Linked DNA regions of Mus musculus: regions 2, 3 and 4 are each linked to region 1. A link is a contact called in public Micro-C and promoter capture Hi-C data. All regions are on one chromosome and are shown on one strand. The core of a region is the stretch at or near the end of the contact, and the rest is flanking DNA. Distances in the headings are between cores, read along the strand shown.

What was found. A called contact is a pair of places that touch in the nucleus more often than the background predicts. Capture Hi-C pulls out chosen DNA fragments and counts their contacts.
Region 2: a contact with region 1 is called in a promoter capture Hi-C map of adipose tissue. The contact joins two enhancer-like sites. A contact is called at or near these places in 1 of 484 Hi-C or Micro-C datasets (nephron progenitors), 1 of 115 datasets of contacts at active chromatin or transcription factors (large pre-B cells) and 3 of 9 other capture datasets (adipose tissue, liver and pancreatic islet).
Region 3: a contact with region 1 is called in a Micro-C map of embryonic stem cells, with 3 times the contacts expected there. The contact joins two enhancer-like sites. A contact is called at or near these places in 1 of 484 Hi-C or Micro-C datasets (embryonic stem cells), 2 of 115 datasets of contacts at active chromatin or transcription factors (embryonic stem cells and pancreatic cancer cells) and 2 of 9 other capture datasets (adipose tissue and liver).
Region 4: a contact with region 1 is called in a promoter capture Hi-C map of adipose tissue. The contact joins two enhancer-like sites. A contact is called at or near these places in 6 of 484 Hi-C or Micro-C datasets (CD4 T cells, embryonic stem cells, mammary gland and 2 more), 9 of 115 datasets of contacts at active chromatin or transcription factors (embryonic stem cells, epiblast stem cells, extraembryonic endoderm stem cells and 4 more) and 3 of 9 other capture datasets (adipose tissue, liver and pancreatic islet).

Annotation. Positions count from the first base shown.
Region 1 is chr7:130,646,918-130,652,657 of GRCm38.p6, reverse strand. The region is part of intron 3 of Tacc2 (transforming, acidic coiled-coil containing protein 2); the gene reads right to left. Among named protein-coding and RNA genes, the nearest start is that of Gm39098, 3.8 kb to the right of the region's middle. Within about 2 kb of position 3,222, at least 15 of the 459 cell types and tissues checked have an H3K27ac peak or open chromatin away from gene starts, as enhancers often do. A contact at or near this core is called in adipose tissue and embryonic stem cells, where this site is marked.
Region 2 is chr7:130,900,164-130,905,903 of GRCm38.p6, reverse strand. Plekha1 (pleckstrin homology domain containing, family A (phosphoinositide binding specific) member 1) reads right to left here. Exons shown (of 13, transcript NM_001346515.1): 7 at 5,244-5,387; 8 at 3,659-3,727; 9 at 970-1,034; 10 at 450-513. Among named protein-coding and RNA genes, the nearest start is that of Mir7061, 5.2 kb to the left of the region's middle. Within about 2 kb of position 2,788, at least 84 of the 459 cell types and tissues checked have an H3K27ac peak or open chromatin away from gene starts, as enhancers often do. A contact at or near this core is called in adipose tissue, where this site is marked.
Region 3 is chr7:130,845,223-130,850,962 of GRCm38.p6, reverse strand. No RefSeq gene overlaps it. Among named protein-coding and RNA genes, the nearest start is that of Plekha1, 18 kb to the left of the region's middle. Within about 2 kb of position 3,617, at least 54 of the 459 cell types and tissues checked have an H3K27ac peak or open chromatin away from gene starts, as enhancers often do. A contact at or near this core is called in embryonic stem cells, where this site is marked.
Region 4 is chr7:130,500,484-130,506,223 of GRCm38.p6, reverse strand. It overlaps Ate1 (arginyltransferase 1), which reads left to right. Exons shown (of 12, transcript NM_013799.3): 7 at 1,402-1,530. Among named protein-coding and RNA genes, the nearest start is that of Ate1, 16 kb to the left of the region's middle. Within about 2 kb of position 3,028, at least 8 of the 459 cell types and tissues checked have an H3K27ac peak or open chromatin away from gene starts, as enhancers often do. A contact at or near this core is called in adipose tissue, where this site is marked.

The DNA.
Region 1 (5,740 bases), core at 1,973-4,472:
CTCTGGCCACCCAGGATGCCTTGGTAAAGGAAGGCAGGACGTCAGATGGCAGGAAGCCTTCGAACATACAACTTAAGTATCCCTCAAAACCCTGCTATTATTGTCCCCAAGGCTTCCCGGTTAGTGAACTCAGGGCTGGGTATCATGGAGAGCTCAGGTAAGAACTTACTCTCAGGACAAGCAGAGAGTAGCCAACATGTTGCTCAAAAGACTAAGAAATAAACCCTTCTAGGTGCTGAGAGGAGCCACACAGTCAGGTGAGTAACAACATAGGTATTGCTGATCAAAGCAGCACAGAGCCAGGGCCATTCATAGACTGCAGAGGGGGCCAGCTCTCCAGGTCAGCACCCCACCTGCAGCTGCCACACCAGCACACCAAATACACAGGGCCATTGCTTCTCCTGAGATACAGGCACAGAATTCAAAGGGAAGAGTCACTGGGGATTGGGTAGAGTAGGCACGGACTTCAAGTAGAGCCCATGGTAAAGCTCTGAACCCAGCCGGGCTATTTACTAGCCATGTGTAATCTTAGGCAAGCTCATTAAATCCTTATGACCCTGTTTCTGAAGCTGTAACATAAGGATGAAACGCATCACCTGAAAAATCAAGAAAAGGCACTGAGCACGCAGCTCAGCCGGGAGAATGTCCGTCCGCCTAGCATGTGCAGAGCCCTGGGATCCATCCCCAGCACAGCAGAAACTGAACCAGTGGCACAGGCTAATCCCAGCGCTGGGAGGGGAGGGGAGGAAGGCAAGAGGAATAACGATTCAAGGTCATCCTCTGCTCCACAGTGAGTCAGGGGCTAGCCTAAGCTATTTGATGACTCTGTCTCAAAAAACCAAAACAATGTGAAAAGGAATAAGAACAAAAAATATGTAAAAGTCATAGAATCAAAAATAGAACGGTGACTGTCAGATAGTGGCGGGGAAGAGAAGGAGGTAGGGAGGGAGGGAGGGAGAGAGTGAGTGAGAGTGTGTGTGTGTGTGTGTGTGTGTGTGTGTTTAGACTGACAAGGTATGTATGTGCCAGGGATCGGACCACACCACAACAGTATCACTACAGCAACCCTGCTGACCTGTACACTTGGCAGCACAGTTAAGATGCAAAACTTTACACCAAGTGATTTGTTTAACCACAGTTTAAAAACATAGGTTATCAAGGCATGGGAGGGAGCATAGATGAGTAAACCCAGGATTAGGAAGGTGGAGGCAGAAAGATTGTGAATTGGAGGTCAGCCTGGGCTACATAGTGAATTCCAGGCCAGCCTGGTCTATTCAATAAAATCCCTAAGAAAGGAATGGCACTTATCTCACCATGGGTCATGGCTAAGCAGGAGGTAGGTATCATATGTATACAGGAAAGTGGCCCCCAAAAAACTATATTTATAGCTGTCTCCCTAGATCTTTCTGGCTGCCTCTTTGGGCAGGCCAGAACCAACACCCTTCTAACTTGCTTGAGCTGAGAACAGGCACCCATCCCAGGAGCAATGAGCTGAAGGCCGGGCAGAAGCCTCCAGTATTTTTATGTAGACAGGAGACAACTTTGAAATGAACAAACAAATTAAGAATTTATCAGAATCACAGGTTTTCTCTGGTTCTAAAACCACACCAGCAATAAAATTACTTGGTTTTCTCCTTGTCACACAAGAAGGTTCCATCCTTAAGTGAAGTAAATACTTCTCCGAGAGACGAGAGGGCCTATTCCCTGACCCAGCAAGGAGCCGCTGGGGAAATGTTCTACGGAACTCTGAGTGATGAGCTCAGAGAAATATGAGGCAGGGTCTTGTCAGACTTCAAGGACAGACTTTGAGCAGGCAGATCACAGGACATCCTGGGAACAGAGCCTGAGATGCAGCTTTGGCTAAAAGCCCTGACTTCTCACTTGGGCCTATGCTGTCTGTCTTGGCTGGAGTCATCTCTGGATCTGATTCCTGCTCAACTCCACAGGTAAACATGCGACTCATTTAAGGAGCATCTGTCTGAAAGTTAGTTACACAAGGTTGATTGGTACTAAGTTTACTGGCCCTCTCTTGGCCCACTTCAAGGCCGAAGACACCAAGAAAAGCCTAGGATATTTTCCAAATGCCAAGAACACTGAGGCTTGAAGGCAATCACCCCAGAAAGCAATCATCTCTTCTGAAACCAAAATGTTCCCTCAAACCATGGGAGTCTCCCCAAAGCCAGCAGGACCTCACAGAGCCAGATCTGATCTTAGGGCTCTGGTACTATAAGCAGGTATGTTTAGAAAACAGACTCCTAGGCCAGGTAACTTGGGAGATGAACACAGTTCAGTCAAGTGGAAGAGGTAACATAACATGGCCTTTCCCTGTGGTGGGAAGAGGGGAGCTGGACAACCAAAAGCCACAGAAGCCTGGGGCTAAGGAAGGGCTGCGTGCACAATACCAGGAAGAGGGGAATAGATGCAACTGAACGGAACATTGTCCAGAATGTGCTCAAAACAGGTATGATTGAAGCCTCCATGCCCTCAAATCCAAGAATGGTGATCGCTTGCTTTTAAGTCTAAATGGCAGACACTGAGATGGCTCATGGATTTGGGGGGGGGGGGGGGCTACTACGGACATGACCCCAAATGAGAAGAACCAATAGGGCTGAAGACAGTGCAGAAGTCAACCAACGGAGCAACAGCTTTCTCTTTCTGTCTCTTTCTACCCAGATTTGTCCTCTGTGAGCAGAATCAGGTTCCACACACTTTATTTGGACCTCATCTAGAGAAAGCATACAGGATCCCAGCTACCTTGCTCCTAGAGAGTGAGGCCAGTCAGTAGCTTCGAATGTGTGCGGCCCCTTGCTTACACTTTACAATAATACCTAATAATAATAATAACCACAGGCTATAGCAGATACCAGGAAACATACCGCCAATAAGCAGGCACCTGTGAGGTAGAAACTACTAACACAGGGTACTGTTCCTTTGCAAAGCACTCTACAGTTTGCCAGTGTCTTCATGTATGCGGCTTCACCAACAGACCACAGCTCCATGAAGCAGAGGGGCCAGGATAACTACCCCTACTATTGACTAAAGAGAAGAGGCCCCCTAGATGGTCCATGACTCCCCCAAGGTCACACAGCTGGTAAGAGGGGAGGCAGGGCTGGTACGATTGAGTCTTTGTCTCTAAATCCTTGGCAATCTCTACACTGCCCCTCCCGCCCCAGGGGAAATGAGTCTCGAGAACTTTGCTTTCTCTTAACTGGCACGCCTGAATCCATTAGCTAGACGAGAAGCTGAAACCCTGTAACAGAGTACACAGGGGAGACGGAGAGCAGGGTGGTGCTGAGCCCCTCCCCCACGTCCAGAATGGAGCCTCCACCACCAGCAATTACTATGTTTTCTGGAGACCATTGCTCTAATTTTAGAGGCCCTGCCTGGCAAACCTTTGTTTCTCCTGAGTCTTTGTTTTCATGCCTCTCACGTCTCTCAAATTATTTCATAATCTGTTACAATGTTTTGTCATCCAAGGGAGTCGCTGTGAAAATGATTGTTCAGATTATAAACCAAGGTCTGTGACCTCACTGGGGCAGAGGCAGCAAAAGATCCATCCCCAAGCTGGGTTTCACAGACCTTGGTCACAATGGGAGAGACCCAGTGACCTGGCTGTGAGCCTTCTCTTTCTTAGATTTGCTCCTCTGGACAACCTCAGCCACTGACTCTGTCAACTTCTCAAACTTTCTGATTGTCTGTGCGCAGGTGCAGGAGTCTGCCAGACCCAACCATGATGATCCAAGGACCGTGTTCTGGGCCAAGGGACCAAATCCCAGGAAAACACACATCCATGTGCACACATGCATGCCGATGCTCTCCACTACACTCTCCTTGTCTGCTAGCCCCATCAGCATCTTGCCAATGCTCTCCGCTACACCTTCCTTGTCTTCTAGCTTCATCCACACTACAGCTTAGAACCTGGCTGCCATAGATAGGTTTGTTTCCACATCCTCCTAAAAAGTATCTTTTGAATTCCTGTGACCTTGGCAGAGTCCTCCACTTAGGCCACTACTGCTACTTGGAGTAGCAATTCCCGATTCCCGGTTGTTCAGGCCTGTCCCATGCAAAGTGCCCTTGACCCACACCCACCATGTGCCTATAGTGCACTTGGTCACCAAGGCAACCAGAAATACCCTTCTGTGTTTCTAGATATTCCTTCCAAGGGGTGCTGACCCCTATCAAAGTCTGCCCATCAGATACAGATGCACCTGTGCTCTCTCTCTCTCTCTCTCTCTCTCTCTCTCTCTCTCTCTCTCTCTCTCTCTGTCACACGCATGCACACACACACATGACCTTACAGTCTTGAAGTCATTCAACTGCCACCAACCACCCCCTCTCCAGAACCCTGCCAGTTTTTATGGAAGTAGTTCTGTAAACTAGATGCTAGATATGTCGTTTCCTCATGCAGAGTCTGTCTCCATAGAAACAACAAACAAACAACACCAATGCAATACCAAATAAAACCAGAGGCTGCCTGTGCTGTGACACCTACACAACCAGGTCAGGAGTCTGGGGTCCTGTGTTGGAGCCCCACTTTGGAATGCAATCCTAGTTGAGACCCTGCACGTCCATGCTTCTTTTTCAAATCTGTTACGGGAAACCTTGATCTTAAAGTGTCCTTTCAGTTTAAATAGTCCATGCACTGGCAACAGAGGGGAAGGACTAATTCTATCTAGGTTTCACAGAGGCCCCAAGAACTGATCTGCAGACTTCCGTAAGCAAAGATGCCTGGGTATGAATGACTGGAATATAAGCAGGCCATACTCCATGAACATACTCTGAGGCTTGAGCTAACTGTTTCTTTTAAGATGGGTCTTAAATGCTGGCTACCATATTCAACATACCATGCCACAGAGCTGTGATTAAGGGCACACGGCACTGCACCTAGCTTGGGACCTAACGTTTGAGTGGCATCAGAAGAAGGAGGTGGCCTAGAGACTGAGTCCACCCTAGTGACTGTATAAGGGGCCAGCTGCCGGATTATATCCTGCTCCAAGTCTCCTTAGAGAAAAACGCCCAGGACAGGGCTGGGCCTGTGAAGAAGAGACCCATGAAAATCCTTCCACGCGCTGGCCAGCACAGCCAGCCAGCCCTAGTCTCCCTTCCACATTCAAACTGTCAGCCCAAAAGCATAAGTTGGGACTCACCACTAAAATCTACATGTAGATCTGAATGGATGTAAACCAGCCAAAGTCATTGCTCCATATAAAAGAAAGTGTGGCCCCTTTTTAAATGTGGCCACTCTACAGGGTATCAGAGAAATGGATCGGGAGCTCTCTCTGCCTCATAAGAGAACTGTGCTTTCCTCTGGGATAAAACAAATAGGAGTCTGCCCTGGGACCCCTCATTGAACGGACTGTTCAATGGGGACCTGGGGTGATCACAGGGCACATGTAAACCCATTCAGCAAGCCCTTTCCTCTCCCCTCCGGTGTTTCTATTTCTACCAGCTACCACAAATGTCTCTCTCCATTTGACACCATAAGACAACCGTGTATCGAGTCGCCACTTTTTAAGAAAAGACCAACGCGGGACTTAAGAAAACAGCAGGTATATAGAGGCGTGTTCCTAGGCAATCACAGCACGTCTGAAGCTGCCTGTGCACAACACCCAAAGTAAGAGAACCCGGTGGCAGCCTAGCTGAGCCAAAGGACGCCTAGAGGGAAGCTCGGCTGGGTCACGTGCCGCCCTGGAGCCCAGAAGTGCGCTCGGCCCCGCTGACGTAACTGTTCGAGAATTTA
Region 2 (5,740 bases), core at 1,539-4,038, 250 kb before region 1:
AGCAAACACGATTTTATAGAGTTAGAATGATCTTGCTTGTTGCAACAAACCATTGTTTTCTTAATTTTTCTGCAATAAGCAAATGTGTTAACTCTCATAAACAAAAACAAATGCTTTTTTTCAATAATTTCATTTATATTTGAAACTTTTCTTCTTATAAAATTACCAAAAATTATATTAAAGAAAAACACAAAAAGATAATACATTTGAAGTCATGAACTAAAATAAGTAAAACAGGATTTCCTTTCTTCCAAATGTAACTTTGATCCATGCCACCAATTCCTAACAGCACTCGCAGGTCTGATCCTACGCCCACCACCACCTGACAGCCTTCAATATGCTGCTAAATTATATTCATTAACACCAAAGAGCTTTATTTACATTTATTTCACCTCTAAATGTTATTAACTTCTTGTAAGAGAATCTATGATCCCCAAGGAGTGTCTTACCTGCACATAGAAAGTCCGAGATGTCGTCACGATTTCAAACAGGTTGTCCCTCATCATTATGTCACTGTCATGAAAAACGATCACCAGTTGTTGTAGGTGAGTCAGTTTGACAGTTTCAGCTGTTTACTCAGTGACAATCAATGTTAGAAAGAAAACGCTAATTTAACAAAACCACCCAGCCTTTTCCAGCTTTGCATTACTATTCACATGCTTTACACAGCTCATTTACAGAAGATGCATAAAGCAACGTTAGAGTCCAAGGGTTTACAGTTCATTCAACTCATCATGGCACGGCTGATGCAACTTCTTGCAACAACCTGCTCTGCAGCACCTTTGAAAACTAAAAATACATCAACTTGTTAAATCTCAGAAATTGTTTATAATAATTTTTCCTTTCTACTACTGAACTACTTCTGAAATGTCAGTGGGTTGAACGCAGCAGGCTGTAAGCTCATCACTGAGGGAGGGCGGCCTGCTTCTTCGGACAGCGCTGTGCCAGCGTCAGGCGGTCCTTCCTTACCTCTGTTTGCACTCCTGGACTTTGTGCACTTCTTTAAGTGGTATCACCCGCAGAGGTTCCTTCTCCTAGCAAAAAAGCACACGCAGGACATTTCCTGTCAAAAGCGAGCCATCTTACATGGAGCTACTCTCAGACCAACACCTTCTGAGACTTGCAGCAGCAGGACAGCTCTAGTTTCATGCCACCACACCCACTGTTGTCTGAAGCTCGGTTTCTGGTTTCAGTGACAGTCACTAAGCAGCAGACTTGTTCATGGTGGACCACTAGGACCAGTAAGTATTCTACTGAGACACTTGGAGCCTATCTATGCAGTACTTGATTTTAAGATTTTAAAACAAAAATCTCCCACTGGTCTTACAAGTATCGAAGATTCTTACCTGAAATCATTATTGGCATAGCTGCCTGCCAAATGGTGATTTTTCTAACATCATTCACCTACACAGAATTTGAAGAAATACTATTTCTTCTCTCCACTTATTTTCTCTGAGGACAGTGGGTATGGGAGCTTTTCACTCAGACGCAGCCTCCTCATGACTGGTGAGTACTATCCGTGCACTCACACCTGTATCCCCCGAAGCTTGAGTGACACTGAGCGTCGTCACGGACTTCTGAAGACCTTTAGTGATTTGTAGTGCTTAGGAGTGCTGCGGCTCTAACCCAAGGCCTCACTCACACACACACACACTAGCCATGCACGCTGCCACTCCACTCCACACTCAGCGTAATCTTTCCGAATGAGCCGCTTGTAATTCCTGTTTGTTTTTCTACCAGAAAGTTCTCCCCACCTTTCTGTCTTTCTTGAACACTGAACCAATCATGAATTTACAAAAGAGCCTAAGAACAGCCGCTTGGAGCTGAGCTGCTGCAATCCGCATGCTACCCTGAAGTGCTCACGTTACTGCCACCAGTCAGCAGGTGGGTCACACAGCCCTACAGGGACAGTGTTCTCGCTGTCTCTTTCTGTTTAGTGTAGAAGAGTTCCTCACTCCTCTAGAAAGAGGAACAGACTCCTGCAGATGACAGCCATTACTGTATTTTGTAGGCTGCCCCCTCCCTTGGACGTGGCTCCTGTGACCTGGGGACTGAACGCAGACTATCCTGTTAGCAGGGGCAGCACAGGACTGACGCACTGTGCGTTTCCTGCTCTCCCGCAAGGTTCCGACATTCTCGCCACCACTGAATTCATCGAACCTGACTGCCCGGTGGGCGTGGTGCTGCCAGCCTTCTTCCTGTACAGCTGCTCTCCTCCCACTGTGCTGAGTGGTTATTTCAGATCGCTGTCCCACTCCTGTTTAGCATCTTGTTATTCCTTCACTGTAGCTACAAGAGCTCAGTCACCACCCATCTACTCATATCTATCTGAGCACACAGAGATATATATTTGCACTGTAATACGTTATAAACATTGTGTGTTTTGATACTCTCGCTGCCCATGATCTGGTAAGGGGACTATTTGTAAGGTGACTACTGGGTGACTAGCATTTTCTCAGCATGTTCTTGCTTTCTGATGTAAGACATTCCAGCCAACCGTGCATTTATTTCTCTTGCCCGGCCACAGAATCTGCCATTTCTCCATGAAGTCTGGGTTCTTTTGGGAAGAAATGATCATTTTCTTAAGACACGGAGCTACAGTATATTTTATATTTAAATGCACTCACACAAGAACATATATTTATGTCTATGTCTGTTAAGTTATAGCAAGAAGCTGTGCTTTTATCCCAAGAACCTTGGTTTCTATTATCCTTGATATATTGCCTCATTTTATTGACAAGTATGCATGTGACCATTCTAGTCTGTTACTTCCCACTTTCTGCCCTTGGTTCTTCAGGCAGGGAAAGACAGCTTCCTCACTGCACATGGGCTCTGACAGTCTACAGCAGACTATATAGGTTGCTTCTGGCCTTTATAGCTTTCTAAAATAACTGACCCCTAAGATGCTCCCAATACAGAACACTGCCTATGAGGAACTGTAAATTTAAATTACTAAATGAAATTGGTTTTAATTTTGAAATGAAATAAACTCACTTCCTTACCACACTGGTCACATTACCAGCACCCAAAAGCCACACACAGCCTACACAGAACAACACAGGCATGGAACATATGTACCAGGGCAGGAAGCTAATCTGGACAAAGTTGTTCTGATGCCCTCATTCAGAGTATGCAGCATATGAAAGCCCCACAGTTTTATAGAAGAGGGGGATTGACATCTTAATGGTGCATAACTCAAACAAGGAAGGAGGGAGACTCAGTCTTTGACTCTGCCTTTAGAAAAAGCTATCTCAAGAGAAACAACTTAAGAGGTGATCTGAAACAGGAAAAGAGCAAGTTAACATGCAGCAGGGGAGAGGAGGTTGACAGACATGCAGAGGGCTGAATGTTGCTTTTGGAGGATTTCCTACACCTCCTCTTCTAATGTCCCTCTGACAGAGAGTTACATGTGGGGCTGTCGAGAATTTTAGATCTATCAAGATGGAACACTTCCTTGAAGGTAGTTTTACTTAAAACATATTTAAGAAATACATAACTAACCGAATGCATTACAACCAAATAGACTGAAATACGGGTGCACTTAAAACCAGAACTGGGCCATTAGAAAACCAGAATGGCACACAAACATACAATCACACAAGCACTGCAGTGTGACCTGCCAAGCACCTGGAGGCATATGTATGAAGCGACTGCATACCAGTTCAGATTTGAAGTAGCCTATTGTGTTTTCATCCAATTGAAAATATCTTCTCTTCCAGTTTTTCATCTACCAGAGAAGAACAGACAGAGGCTTCAAAGAATGTCAAATGTTCATCACCCTTTAATCATTCCAATATGAACCCACAATCCAAAATGCCAAGTACTCGGAAACAACACCCCATTCCGAAGGGAGATGGTTAATGACCCCTTTCCCTGCTAACCAAGCCTTGAAGGACGGTCTTGGCCTTGGGCAGCTCATTCTCAGAGTTTATGAGTAACTCTGATATTTCACGATTTTGATCTGGAACAGTGGAAAAGAAAGAGGTGTTCACCTCTTCCCTTCTTGTCAGCCCAGCCCACAAGGTAAAAATCAGCATGGGAAATGTCATTAACCCGTCAGGTCTCTCTATCTACAACATGCATGAGTCCTTTCTCAAATATTTCATATTTAACAGGTCAACAATAAATACAAAATAGAGCAAACCCATGTAGAAAATGTTTAATACCCTTTTATACAAATATTCTTATCAGTGTTTAAATACCCTAAATCATCTGTAAGTAGTGTTGGGGAGATGGCTCAGTGGTTAAGAATGGTCTCCCAGGGGGCTGGTGAGATGGCTCAGTGGGTAAGAGCACCCGACTGCCCTTCCGAAGGTCCGGAGTTCAAATCCCAGCAACCACATGGTGGCTTACAACCATCCATAACAAAATCTGACTCCCTCTTCTGGAGTGTCTGAAGACAGCAACAGTGTACTTACATATAAAAAATAAATTAAAAAAAAAAAAAAAGAATGGTCTCCCAGAAGACCCAGGCTCAACTCCTAGCACTCTAACGGCAACACAACCATTTCTACTGGGAAACTGCTCCAGGGTCTCTTACACCTCCTTTTGGCCTCCACTAGAACTCCATATACATGGCACACAGATATACATTGAAGATAATACATATAAAATAAAAATACATATAAAAATAAAATAGGTTTGAAAATTAAGCAAAAAAATCTGTAAAAATTTTTCTTTAGATTTAGGAATAAAGTTTACCTCCTTAAAAGCCCACAGCTAAGCCATACAGCCTGAGGGAGATTCTGCCTCAACCTATAGACGGTCTGTCTTGGGAAACCTCTGGTCTCCTCTTTCTTTCCCCGGGACTTTCTGGTGGCAAAGATGACTCAGCAGGTAAAGGCACTTGCCTAAATGTGAACCTTGGAATCCAGGTGAAGGTGGAAGTGGAGAACTGACAGAGCTGTCTTCTGACCTCAGAGCACATACATGCTCAAGTTCCCTCCCTTACCCATATGCACACATGTACTCAATTCAACAACAACCACCTTCATAAACCTAAACTTAGTAACGTTCACTTAGACTAAGTGCTGGTGGATATAGGCATAACTTGCCCAACTGCCCAGAGACCAAGGAAGTAACTGGGTGATAATCATGGGGCAAACCCTCTACACCCTTCCCAGCAACAGCCTGCTCTCCACTCTGGGTCTTTCAGAGAATAAAGCACACAACTTGAGCTCTGAGTTGCAAGCTTGCTGGGACACGCATCTTCCCTACTTCCCAGCTACAGGTAAGCTACTCACCACCGCTCCTTGCTTCACACAATACCCAGCTTTGATAACTGCACTGTCTGAAGGTGGCTTAGGAGCAAAGTAAGGAAGATGGCTCTGTGACCGTTTCAAATTGTTTCTATCCAGACTCTCACCACATTCGTTTACTTCTTCTTTCTAAAATGAAGCAAAAAAAAAAAAAGTTTTTTCTTGCTCTAAGTTTAAATACTTACATTAATGTTACCTCAGAAAAAATGTAAGCCTGTGACACTTAATCTCAACTTCCTTGTTCCTGATCAACCACAAGCACCCATTTCTAGTTCTGCAAAACTCCTGTCTCTTGTGCTTCTTCTTGGGGCGAGGCTGGCTGGCTTTCTTCTTTCTTTCTTTCCTTTCTTCCTCCCTCCCTCCCATATGCACACATACAAAGTATTCAATTAACAACAACAACAAAACCTTCATAAACCTAAACTTAGCAAAGCTCACTTAGACTAAGTGCTGCTGGTGAAACGTCTTTGTCTACTTTAAAA
Region 3 (5,740 bases), core at 2,368-4,867, 200 kb before region 1:
GTGGGGGATCTTAGCCACTTTAGAGTTTAAGTTGAAAGCAACCCAGGCAACACATAGAATTCAAGAACAGTGAAAATCCCCTCAGGTGCCATCCCAAACCTAGCAAAGATCTTTGCAGACACCTCTCATCTGAGAAAGCAGTTCCACAAAATAGAACATGCTACATCTAATTCTCCAAAAAAAAAAAAATGTAAACCCTGAAGTAACTAAACACACTCAGGAAGTTACAAAGAGGGTACAAAGAAACACTCTGCATTCTTCCTGGTTACCCCCAGTGGTTACATATACACAACTATAGTATACTATCAAAACCAAGAAGAAATTGACACTGCTACAATATATGCAGATAGCTATTTTTCCTCTTGTCACACTGTGTATAACTATAACATGCAAGTTACAGATCTGCCTATCACCACAAATGACTCCTGTCTTAGGTTGACTTTGGGGCCCATCCAAATCTTTGAGTTAACAGCTCATTCTTTTGCAATGATAATTAATATTTCCATGGTTTGAATTTTGTTTTGTTTTGTTTTGTTTTGTTTTGTTTTGTTTTGTTTCGTTTTGTTTTGTTTTGTTTGAGACAGGCTGTCCTGGAACTCACTCTTTAGGCCAGGCTGGCCTTGAACTCACAGAGATCTGCCTGTCTCTGTCTCCTGAGTGCTGGAATTAAAGGGACATACCACCCCAGCCTGGCTCAGTTTGACTATATTACAATGTATTTGTTCATTCACTTATTGAGAGATTTAAGAAATATATTTTGCACTCGGGAGGCAGAAGCAGGTGGATTTCTGAGTTCGAGGCCAGCCTGGTCTACAGAGTGAGTTCTAGGACAGCCAAAGTACACAGAAAAACCCTATCTCAAAAAACCAAAAAAAAATATATATTGGTTACTTCCAGTCTGGGGGCTGTTACAAATAAATAGGTTTTAAATAGTCACGTGCATTGCCTTGGTTTTGTGTGTAAGTTCTCAAGAGTGAAGTTTCTGGGTAACATTACAAGTAGGTTTAGTTTTGGGTTGTGGCTTGTGTGTGTGTGTGTGTGTGTGTGTGTGTGTGTGTGTGTGTGTGTATGTGTAACTTAAACTATCATAAGGATATATTCTCCTTACATTTTGTCCTAAGCAAAATTCCATAGCCTCAGAATGATCATTCTATCTGTATAGAGTTCACGGAGATGCAGAGTGTGGAACTGGGCGATGTCTTGAATAGTTTCCATGATCTGGCTGCATGATGTTTTTATTCATGAGTTCACTAGAATCAAGCAATTTCAATGAATTAAGACAACATTGTGCCATTTCACACTTGCATCAGTAACGTGTGAAGGACCCCCTTTCCTATCTTTGTCAGATTGCTCTTAGAACGTTTAGAACAGCTATTTTAATAGCTATCTTTTATCATTCTTTGTATTCTGAGAACTTCCTTCAGCTATTTTTCAGAGTCTGTCTCTAGGCAACAAGTGATCCTAGCTTTCCACCCACTGAGAAATCTTGCTTGCTCTTCAGTCTTAATAGTTTTTCTGGATATGGAATTTTGTGTCAACAGTATTCTTTCAGAGCAGTGGTTCTCAACCTTCCTAACACTGTGACCCTTTAATACAGTTCCTCATGTTGTGGTGACCCCAACCATAAAAGTATTTTCATTGCTACTCCATAACTGAAATTTTGCTACTGTTATCAATCATGATGTAAATATGTGATATGTAGGATATCCGATATGCAACCCTCTGAAAGGTCATTCAACCCCATTGTGGTTTTTCAGCTCTAAAATTTCCATTTGGCTCTCCTTTGACTATTCTTTTTTTTTTTTTTTTTTTTTTTTAAAGATTTATTTATTTATTTATTATATGTAAGTACATTGTAGCTGTCTTCAGACACTCCAGAAGAGGGGGTCAGATCTTGTTACGGATGGTTGTGAGCCACCATGTGGTTGCTGGGATTTGAACTCTGGACCTTCGGAAGAGCAGTCGGGTGCTCTAACCCACTGAGCCATCTCACCAGCCCCTCCTTTGACTATTCTTAAAAAAAAAAAAAAAAAAAAAAAAGAAGAGGAAGTCAGATCTCATTATGGGTGGTTGTGAGCCACCATGTGGTTGCTGGGATTTGAACTCAGGACCTTCAGAAGAACAATCAGTGCTCTTACCCACTGAGCCATCTTGCCAGCCCTCCTTTGAATATTCTATTTAAAAACTTCTACTTCTGGATTGATAATTTCATCTGTGCATGTGTGTGTGAACAGTACATGTGTGAGCAGGTGTGTGCCTGTATGCATGAAGAAGCTGAACAATGAAGCCAGGTGCTCCATCATTCTGCCTTATCTTTGCTAGGCTGGTAGCCAGCAAGTCCCAGCAATCCTCCTGTCTCCTCTCCCCACAGAGCTAGGGTTACAAACACCTGTGAGGCCACTCCTGGCTTTTTAGGTGGGTGCTGGGATCTGAACTCAGGTCCTTGAGCTTACATAGTCAGTACAAATACTGCAGCCCTGGGATGAAAATTTCTAGATTGCTTGCTTGCTTGCTCGCTTGCTCGCTTATCTGCTTGTTCATATCACTTACGCAGTTGATTTATTGGCATATACAATGGCTACTCTAAAGTCTTTGTCAAGCCATTCCAATCTGTGTCATTTCATGGTGGGGTCTGTTGGTTTCTCACTCTCTCTCTCTCTCTCCTTCCTTCCTCTCTTTCCTTCTCTCTCTCTCTCTCTCCCTCCATCCTTCCCTCCCTCTCTTTCTCTCTCTTTCTTCTTCCTTTCTTTTTCTTCATTCAAGTAAAGATCTTCCATCTTGAAACAATGAGTAAAATTCTGATTGACTGAAACTTAAACTTAGGGACATACTCTGTTATGAGGCTCTAGATATTATTTCCCTCCGTGTTCCAGAGCTTCTGTGATATTCCGAAAAATCACTCTGGCAGGGAGCTAAATGCCCTGTGAAGAGCTAGGGAGAGATAAACTTCAGAGTTCTCCGTATAATCGCCCCTGCCATGGGCCGTAGGTAGGAGGTGTGGGGGAACGCCTCATTATTTCTGAGCAATTACAGATCTTCTCACTGGGTTCCAGCTGATACCACACTGACTCTGAAGGGCAGGGGTACTCGTTTTGCATCCCAAGTGGCCTCTAGTGGCATTAAGATCTAGTGGTCATCTTGTTACTACTGATCAATAGTGAAAAGTCCCCAGTTTCCATTAGCCCTGCACTGACACCACCCTAGCTAAGAAGGAGACGAGGAACAATATCTGCGTCTCAGCAGTTCAGGTTTCCTGGACTATCTCCACTCCAACGCTGTGTGGTTGCGTGGGCAGGGGACTTGTTACTGCAGGTCCTTTCTTCCCACTGGCCTGCTCTCACAATAACACCCTGGTGTGTGGAGTGGGTGCTTGAGTGCGAACTGGATTCCCACTACATCTCAGCAACGGCGCAGGCCTGTTCGGCCTACACGGCTTTATTGGCTTGAGTGTAGGTGGGGTCACTACGATCATGTTGAGGCTTGTTTCCCAATGCAATTTGCACTCGAGAGGCATCTGCCCTCATGAGCGGATTCGTTTCGCTCTTGAGGAAATGGCTTCCCTGCTGCAAGAGCGCATGGTTGTGAAGCTGTGTCAGTTCCTCCGTCTCTCTCCCTCTCTGTTGCAGTGCCCACTTCCCCTTCTGTTTTTTCACCGTGAATGAGCAGAATAAAGCCTCACCCGAAATCTAAAGGTTAACCGTGGTTTCTCAGCCTCCATAGCAGTGCCTCTCAGTCTTCCTAATGCTGCCATCCTATATGCTATGGTGACCTTAAGCACAAAATTATTTTCATTGCTACTTCATAACTGTAATTCTGTTACTCTTATGAACTGTAATGTAAATATCTGTGTTTTACCATGGCCTTAGATGACTCCTGTGAAAGGGTCGTTTACCCCCTCAAGGGGTTGCAACCCACAGGTTGGGAACCACTGCTCAAGACTGTGAGCAGAAATAAACTTCTTGGGTTTTTGTTGTTGTTGTTGTTGTTGTTTTAAAAAAATACATTAGCTACTTTCTGACATTCTGTTATAAGTAAGACTAGACTATGAGAAAGTATACAAACTATACTTTAAAATGTATGATTGCCTGCACCTCCAGAGAACTAAGTTAGTCGCAGCTATTTAAACAATTTTCCTTTGGTATGCTGCCCAGTGTTTATCAGCATTATCTGATGGAAATACTTGATAAGAGTTTGTCCAAGTCTTTATCTCAAAAGTATTCGCCCTAGTCTTTAAACTCAGCAGAACCTGATGGGTTTTCTGTAGAAATGGTTGATTCTCAAAGGGAAAACCACAGGCTGAAGATAATCCCAATAATGATGGATACAGCCCCTCTCTTACACTTATGACTGAGAATCCCCTCCAACTTCACCTGAAATGACAGATTTCAGATGCAAAGATTTAATTCCCTTTGCAAGACTCAGGGCCCTTTATCCAGAGCATAGCCCTGTGGGAATGTGGAGGGCCCTGGGGAGAATGAACCTGCCTCCCCCGCCACCGCCCTCCCACCCCCAGCCCAGGCACATCCTGCTTGATGATTACTGGTGGGATTTCAATCTCACAGCAAAGCTACTGGGGCCTTGGAATTCCAATCCATCCTCCGGTCCTGTCTCAGGACCCCCGCCCCCCTCTCTTATCACAACTCACGAGCTGTCACCACAAGTTAAGGGTGTCCACCTTCCCTCCTTAGTAGGTCACCCATAAAAGGTCTGCCTTAGCTTTGATCTGTTCTTCAAGAGTTCAGGTGTCTGTGAGCACAGGCTCTGAGGGCTCCTCCTCACTGCAGACCATGAGGCATATGGAGGCACTAGCTGACAAAGTTCCCAAGCCACAGATCTCCCCCAAGCTTTTAGCTAACCTGTCTGCAAGGGGTCAGTCAGCAACTACGGAGGTGTCAGGGCTGCTGGGTGAGGCCTCTGCCTGAGTAACAAGGGAAGAAGGAAGCCGGTTGCTCAGAAGAGAGTCAGCTAAAGGTGGGGAATGATGTCATGGTCCTGCCTCTTCACTCAGGCAGGCATTTGTCCTCTAGCCATCCCCAAAATAAGGCTTTTAAACTGTACTTGATTTTTTTCTCCAGATCACTCCTCAGCTATGAGCCCAGTGTACTCTTTCTCTTCAAAATGGGGTTTCTTTGTGTAGCCCTTGCTGTCTGGGAGTGCAGTCCGTAGACCAGGCTGTCCTCAAACTCACAGAGATCCACCTGCCTCTGCTTCCTGTGTGTTGAGATTTAAGGAGTGCTGCAATATCATCTGGCTGTGCACAGTTTTTTCTCTTGATTGTAGCTTTTGGGTCCATTTCCTATCTCTGTCTGCCACTAAGTTGTGACTAACAGAGAGGAGACAACTCAGATTTCTACAGTTCCACCCCCTTCTCTCTCTCTCTCTCTCTGTCTCTCTCTCTCTCTCTCTCACACACACACACACACACACACACACACGCACACACACAGTACTGAAGGACAGATGCCAGGGAAAGAGAAGAGCTTTGGGTGTTGTTATAAACCACACACTTCTGAAGGCCCAATGTCCATGATTTTAATGATGCTTCATATATGTAGGGGCTCAGGCCATGCCTATGACCTCTGTGGCCAAACATAGTAGAAGGAGCTGCTTTATGAAGCACCACGCATTATTTTGAGAGTTTCAGAAGCCCGTTTCTCCTTGGTACTTGCTCTCTGGCCATCAGGGCCAACTCTGGGCCACAGAGGCACCAGATTTCATTAAGAGATGTTGAACTAAGGAA
Region 4 (5,740 bases), core at 1,779-4,278, 150 kb after region 1:
TTCTCATATTTTAACAACAAATTAAAAATTTCAATATTATGTATTAAAATTATTTTAAAAACATTAGCCATAATGATGTAAAAATATTCTCCTGCTTGATTTGAATTTGTAGCTTAATATCCAAGGACATTAATGCTAATCTTAATGGGGCTGAAGTGATGGCTCAGTGAGAAAGAGTGAAGACTTCAGTTTGAATCTCTAGCTCCATATATTTATGAGTGTGTGTGTGCCTGTAACCCCGATTTCGGGGGGTCTAGGCAGTAGGATATCCGAGCTTGTTGGGTAGCCAACTTACCTAGCCAAAATGGTGAGCTTCTGGTCCAGTGAGAGGCATTGGTCTGTAAAGCAGTGGAGCTGCATTCAGCTTGCTAAACGCAGGCATGTGTACCCGTGCACACTCAGCGCATGCACCACAGGCACGGACACACGACAAACTTTAACAACTTTGGCTATTACAACTACTTGTTACTTTGATACTGTTACTAACTTTCTTCTTTCCAGAATTGTAGAGAATTGAATATACTACTTAAATTACAAAACGGTCTTTATCCTTTGACCATAAATAGGGTATTCAGGGAATCAGCCACACCTCAAATAACAGTTCTGTAGGTCTCAGCGGTTACATTTTTAATGTGGTAGTACCCAGGATTTGAAGAATTTGTTATTTGCTGGGTGTCACTCTTTTTCCTTTGCCAACATGAAATGCCCCATTATGTCCTCATTGTATTGCATTTAATTTCCTTTTGCTGCTATTTTACTAATGCATCTTAACTGTTAGTAATTAATGTTAAGATAAATGTCAGCTAGTCTTGTGCAGAGTTACCATTTTTAATTTATCCTTATTTAAGGCTTGTCCTGAAAGTTTTGATTATTTGTCCAAGATGTTGACATTGTAAGATAATCATAAAGGAAACATAATAGTGCATTTAACTCTACAGCGACATGCACGTTTGTGAGAGTTTCCTCTCATAGTTACACAGTTGTAAGTTTACTTACTAGTGATGAATAAAGGTACCCAAAATATATTTACAGTTTTTAGTGTTTCTGACTGATTGACTTTTAGTAAATTGTGGACAACTAAAATTCGAGAGTGTTTGTGTTATCATAACTAAGAGGAACCTGTCAGTTTACAGTAGAGCTAGGTGTTTTTAATTTGTCAGTGGTAAGGCTTAAATTTAGAGGGAACCTTCTTTTGCTTTCTTTAAGTAGACTGTAGATTGTAGCAATAACTTTTTCTTCATTTGCTAACTTTGCTGATTTTTAATGTTAAAATACATGTTTATGCTTTAATATTATTTGAAACATGGTCTTTTGATTGAACGTCTCTGTTAGTGCATATTCTGTAGAATTGAACCAGTGAATGAATTAATAATAAACACTGTTTTTTAACTCCTTCTGAAGGTGAGGGTGGTAAGATCTTCTCCACCAAGTCCTCAGTTCAGAGCCACATTTCAGGAGTCTTACCAGGTCTATAAACGCTACCAGATGGTTGTTCACAAGGACCCGCCTGATAAGCCAACCGTGAGCCAGGTCAGCAGGCCACGCGTGACATTCGCTGGCTGTAATTGTACTATATTCTTGTTTATAACTAATTTGTAGCATAACTGCACAAAGATAAGACTGAGTGAGTGGACATTCTGTAAATGTGAATTCACTACTGTCATGTGTTAGGTGCCAGTCACACAGAGTTTCAAAGTAGAAAGTCATATGCCACATTGCTTTCATTCAAAGCTGCTGTGTATTTATCTATATTTATCTACAAATCAGTCATGTGGCTTCAAGATAAATACCCATGAGAAGAAGGTGCGCTTGGCCTGGTGTGTTGCTATGCTTCATCCACGTTTGAAAGTCATCTAGAGAGTTCATAGCAGCTCAGTTATTTCTTATTAATGGAATACCCCTATATAAAAGAGATGGACTGGAAAAGGAAGAAGGTAGAGGTCTTTAATAGACTCCTTGTCCACTTACAATTTTATATAGAAGATGATTTCAAAAGAAGAAAAACAACATCTGGGAATGAAAAAAGCCTGAAGCACCTCATTCAGTAGAGGTGGCAGACGTGCTGGCTGAGACCAGTTCGCAGCAGTAGCCGTTAGTGTATGTGACAGTACTGCTGGTAAACAGAGAAAAACCAAAGTACAAACAAATTGTCTGTCTGGCTCTTGTGAGTTCAGGTTGTCCTGAATGTTGGTAGAAAGTTGGCACTTAGGCCTGTGCCATTCCATTCCATTCCTGCTGCTTTATGGCAAACCCCAGGGCTGAACTTTGGAAGTGGTTTGCAGAGATCTTCCTCTAGCCTCACCTTCAGAAAGAAGTGTGTCAACAGGTAGAGTTGGTTCAATAGCATTGGCTTGTGTTTTCCTTGCCCTGAAGGTGAGGCTAGTACCTGCCTCCTTTGAGGACCCAGAGTTCAACTCATCCTTCAACCAGTCCTTTTCTTTATATACCAAGTATCAAGTGGCTATACACCAGGAAGCACCTGAAATATGTGAAAAGTCTGAGGTACTGTCTCTTAAACATTTTTTCCCTATATTGACAAGGTTGTCAAGAAGCATGATCTATCTTAACTATTAAGTAGAGCTGATTGATTACTCTGAGCATCTCTTACTGAGCTTTGTGGAAAAGATTCAGACCTAGCATTTTGAATCCTTTAATAAAAAATGTAAATTCAAAAAGTTTTTCCACCAGGAACCTGAATACAGCATTATTAGGGTTTTGTCCTGCAGCCTAAGTCAGCACACATTTACTGACTATACCTTGAAGTGGAAGAAGCAGACCTGTTGAGATTGTTGTATAGAGCATCATCTAACAAGCACTTTTTGAGGTTCTCCACTTTCCATGTTGTAGATCTTAAATGAGTGAGAGATTCTACCATTGTAACAGGGATAGAGGTGTGTTGGGATAAAGGAACCGACAGGTGCAGAGGTGGCACTGAGTCGGGCATGGGCAGATGGGTAGGAGTATGTGTGGCCTGAAGGAGAGAAGAGAAGGGTGTTGTTGGCAGCTGTTCAGCCTTGCTCAACAGCACGGTGGCTGAAGTACACAGTGTGCTTGGGAACCACTCCTTGGCTGTGTGTAAGGCAGTAGAGGCAATGAATAAGCTGCGCAGTTTACGTTAGGAGCAAGACTTCTTTTTAAAGTTATTTTGCAAGCATGAAACCCTTCAACTCTGTTAATCACTCAGCAGTTCTCAACATGCTGCCATCTTTGCTTTGTCTCCCTCTTCATGTTCTTTGTTATTATGTTGGATTATTTTGCTCCAAATCTTGGCCACTGTACCATTTTGTCTGTAAGTACTTTAGTATATATCTTAGTAAAAATGTTTGATAATGAGCTAAGACAATCTAGGAAGATTTAAAAACATGTGTAGAATACTTTAGTACTTAAGAAAGATCAACTTAGGAGGCTAGAGAGATGGTTCAGTGCTTAAGAGCACTGACTGCTCTTCCAGAGGTCCTGAGTTCAATTCCCAGCAACCACATGGTGGCTCACAACCATCCGTATATAAAGGGATCCGATGCCCTCTTCTGGTATCTGAAGACAGCTACAGTGTACTCATGTAAATAAAATAACTAAATAACTAAATACGTCTTTAAAAAAAAGCGCCTAATCTAGAATTTATCCCGTGGATTTTACCTCTGGAAAAGAAGCCACTTCTCCAGCCCCAATATTTACTTATTTTTATCCCTTTTCTCAGTTTATGAAAGGCATTAACATTCCAGGTCTACTTCAGACCTATACTAACTTTATTCCTTATAAATTATTTCTGTGGTTCTAGTTTCTTTTGTCTAGTCCCTTTTTGTGCCATTCTGTTACTGTTAACACAAGTTTCATGTATGTTTGTTATAAGTCAGTTATATTTTATATAATTTAAATATAATTTATAGTTATAAAATATTTCTGTTTTATACAATTGTTTATAATTTTATTTAAATTAAAAATATAATTATATTTTATACAATTAATTTTATATAATGCCTTGGAGCTAGAAAAATCAGGGCTACACAGAGAAACCCTGTCTCGAAAAAAAAAAAAAAACAAACCAAAAACCAAACCAAAACAAAAAAAAGACTAGTGTCACTTCTCTACTATAGTTTTACCCCTGTCCAGTTTTATTACAGCCTTATTGTCACTGCATTCATTCCTGTTGTATATGTTACTGCCCCAACCAAAAAAGCGTGCACAAGCTATTTTTATAGTTGCTTGCCCTGGTGTGTGAGAGCCTCTGTTAGAGGCTCAGCCTTAGGCATGGGTATAGTCCCTCAGTGACAGTGCTTCAGTAGTGTTTGCCTCTTCCCTTGGTCTTTCTAAATGTTTGCTTCTGTTGGTTTCATAAGCAGCTTCTCTACTCTACTGGTTGATTTGTTTCCAGCAGTACCTTGGGGAGAACGTTGCTCTGCAGTCAGAAGTAATTAAATGTGGGTTTCTTGGCTGGGGAAGTTTTGAGGGCAGTCACTGAGGTTGCTGTGATCTGAGAAGGTTCCTTTCTGCTTCTCTGTGGTAAGCCACTGGCCTACAGGTTAGCTGTTGCTCAGAAGGAACCTTTGGCTTCCTAATTGCTTACCACCATAATCTCTGCTCTTGTCAAGACTTTTAATGCTGCAACACCCTTAGACTCCATCCCACATGTAGCTGGTTTCTTTGGGCAGAGAGAAGCATCTATCTCCCTTCCTTCCTCTCTTGCTCAACACTCATTTGACCTGTGCAGAATTGTTCTGGGTGTTTTTGTGTGTTTGTTTTTTTGACATTCCCGAATAAGTTATTTTCAAGACCTGTACACATTTCCAAGCTTTGGTCTTCTAAGATGAATACATTGGAATGCTGCCTCCCAGGATGCTCCCCCTGACTTCATGATAGTTCTGTGTAAGGAGGTGGTTTCTGCTTCACGTGGGTTCCTTTTCTTGCTGCATCCTCATCCTGGGACTTAATTGTTACTGTACATGCCACGTTGCTGTTCTCTCTGTGGGGCTGGCTGCTGAAAGGGATTTGGGCATGTTGCTTTGTTCTTCCTAGTTGTCAGGTATGTTTTATATGGGGAAAAAGCTAATTTTTACATGGACTTCAAGAGACATTGTATATATAGTTTCAGTTTTCTTTAGGAGCAAATAACTAGCGTTCCTGTTTTCAGTGAGATAAAAAGAAAAGCCAAAAGTATTAATTTTTTTTTCTTTAAAAAAAATTCTTTTCCATGGGAGAACTACTTGCCTTTTTTGCTTTTCTGTTTATGAAATTTAAACTAACAGTCTGTCATTAGTATACATACTCCATTTTGGCTGTGTTGTCAATCATATAATAACTCCTTAAAATCCCAGTTTGTTTCCTTTTTGAGAAATTTGATAAGAGGATAAATATAACTTAGATTTCCTGGTAACAGTTCAGTTTTTTTTCCTTCAAAAGCATCTTTAGGAATGTATCATGTAGCTGCTCATAGAAAGTCACATAGGGTTCATAGCTCACTCCAGTATATATTCCAGGATGATTTTCATTCAGGAAGATGTCAGATTTGCAGAAAATAATATTTATAAATAAAATAGGTGATTTGTGACCTACCTTGTGTATAATACAGTATAAAGACAACATTTAAGAATTTTTGCTTTTGGGGCTGGAGAGATGGCTCAGCGGTTAAAAGCACTGAGTGCTCTTCCAGAGGAACTGAGTTCAATTCCCAGCAACCACATGGTGGCTCACAACCATCTGTAATGAGATCCGATGACCTCTTCTGGTGTGTCTGAAGACAGCT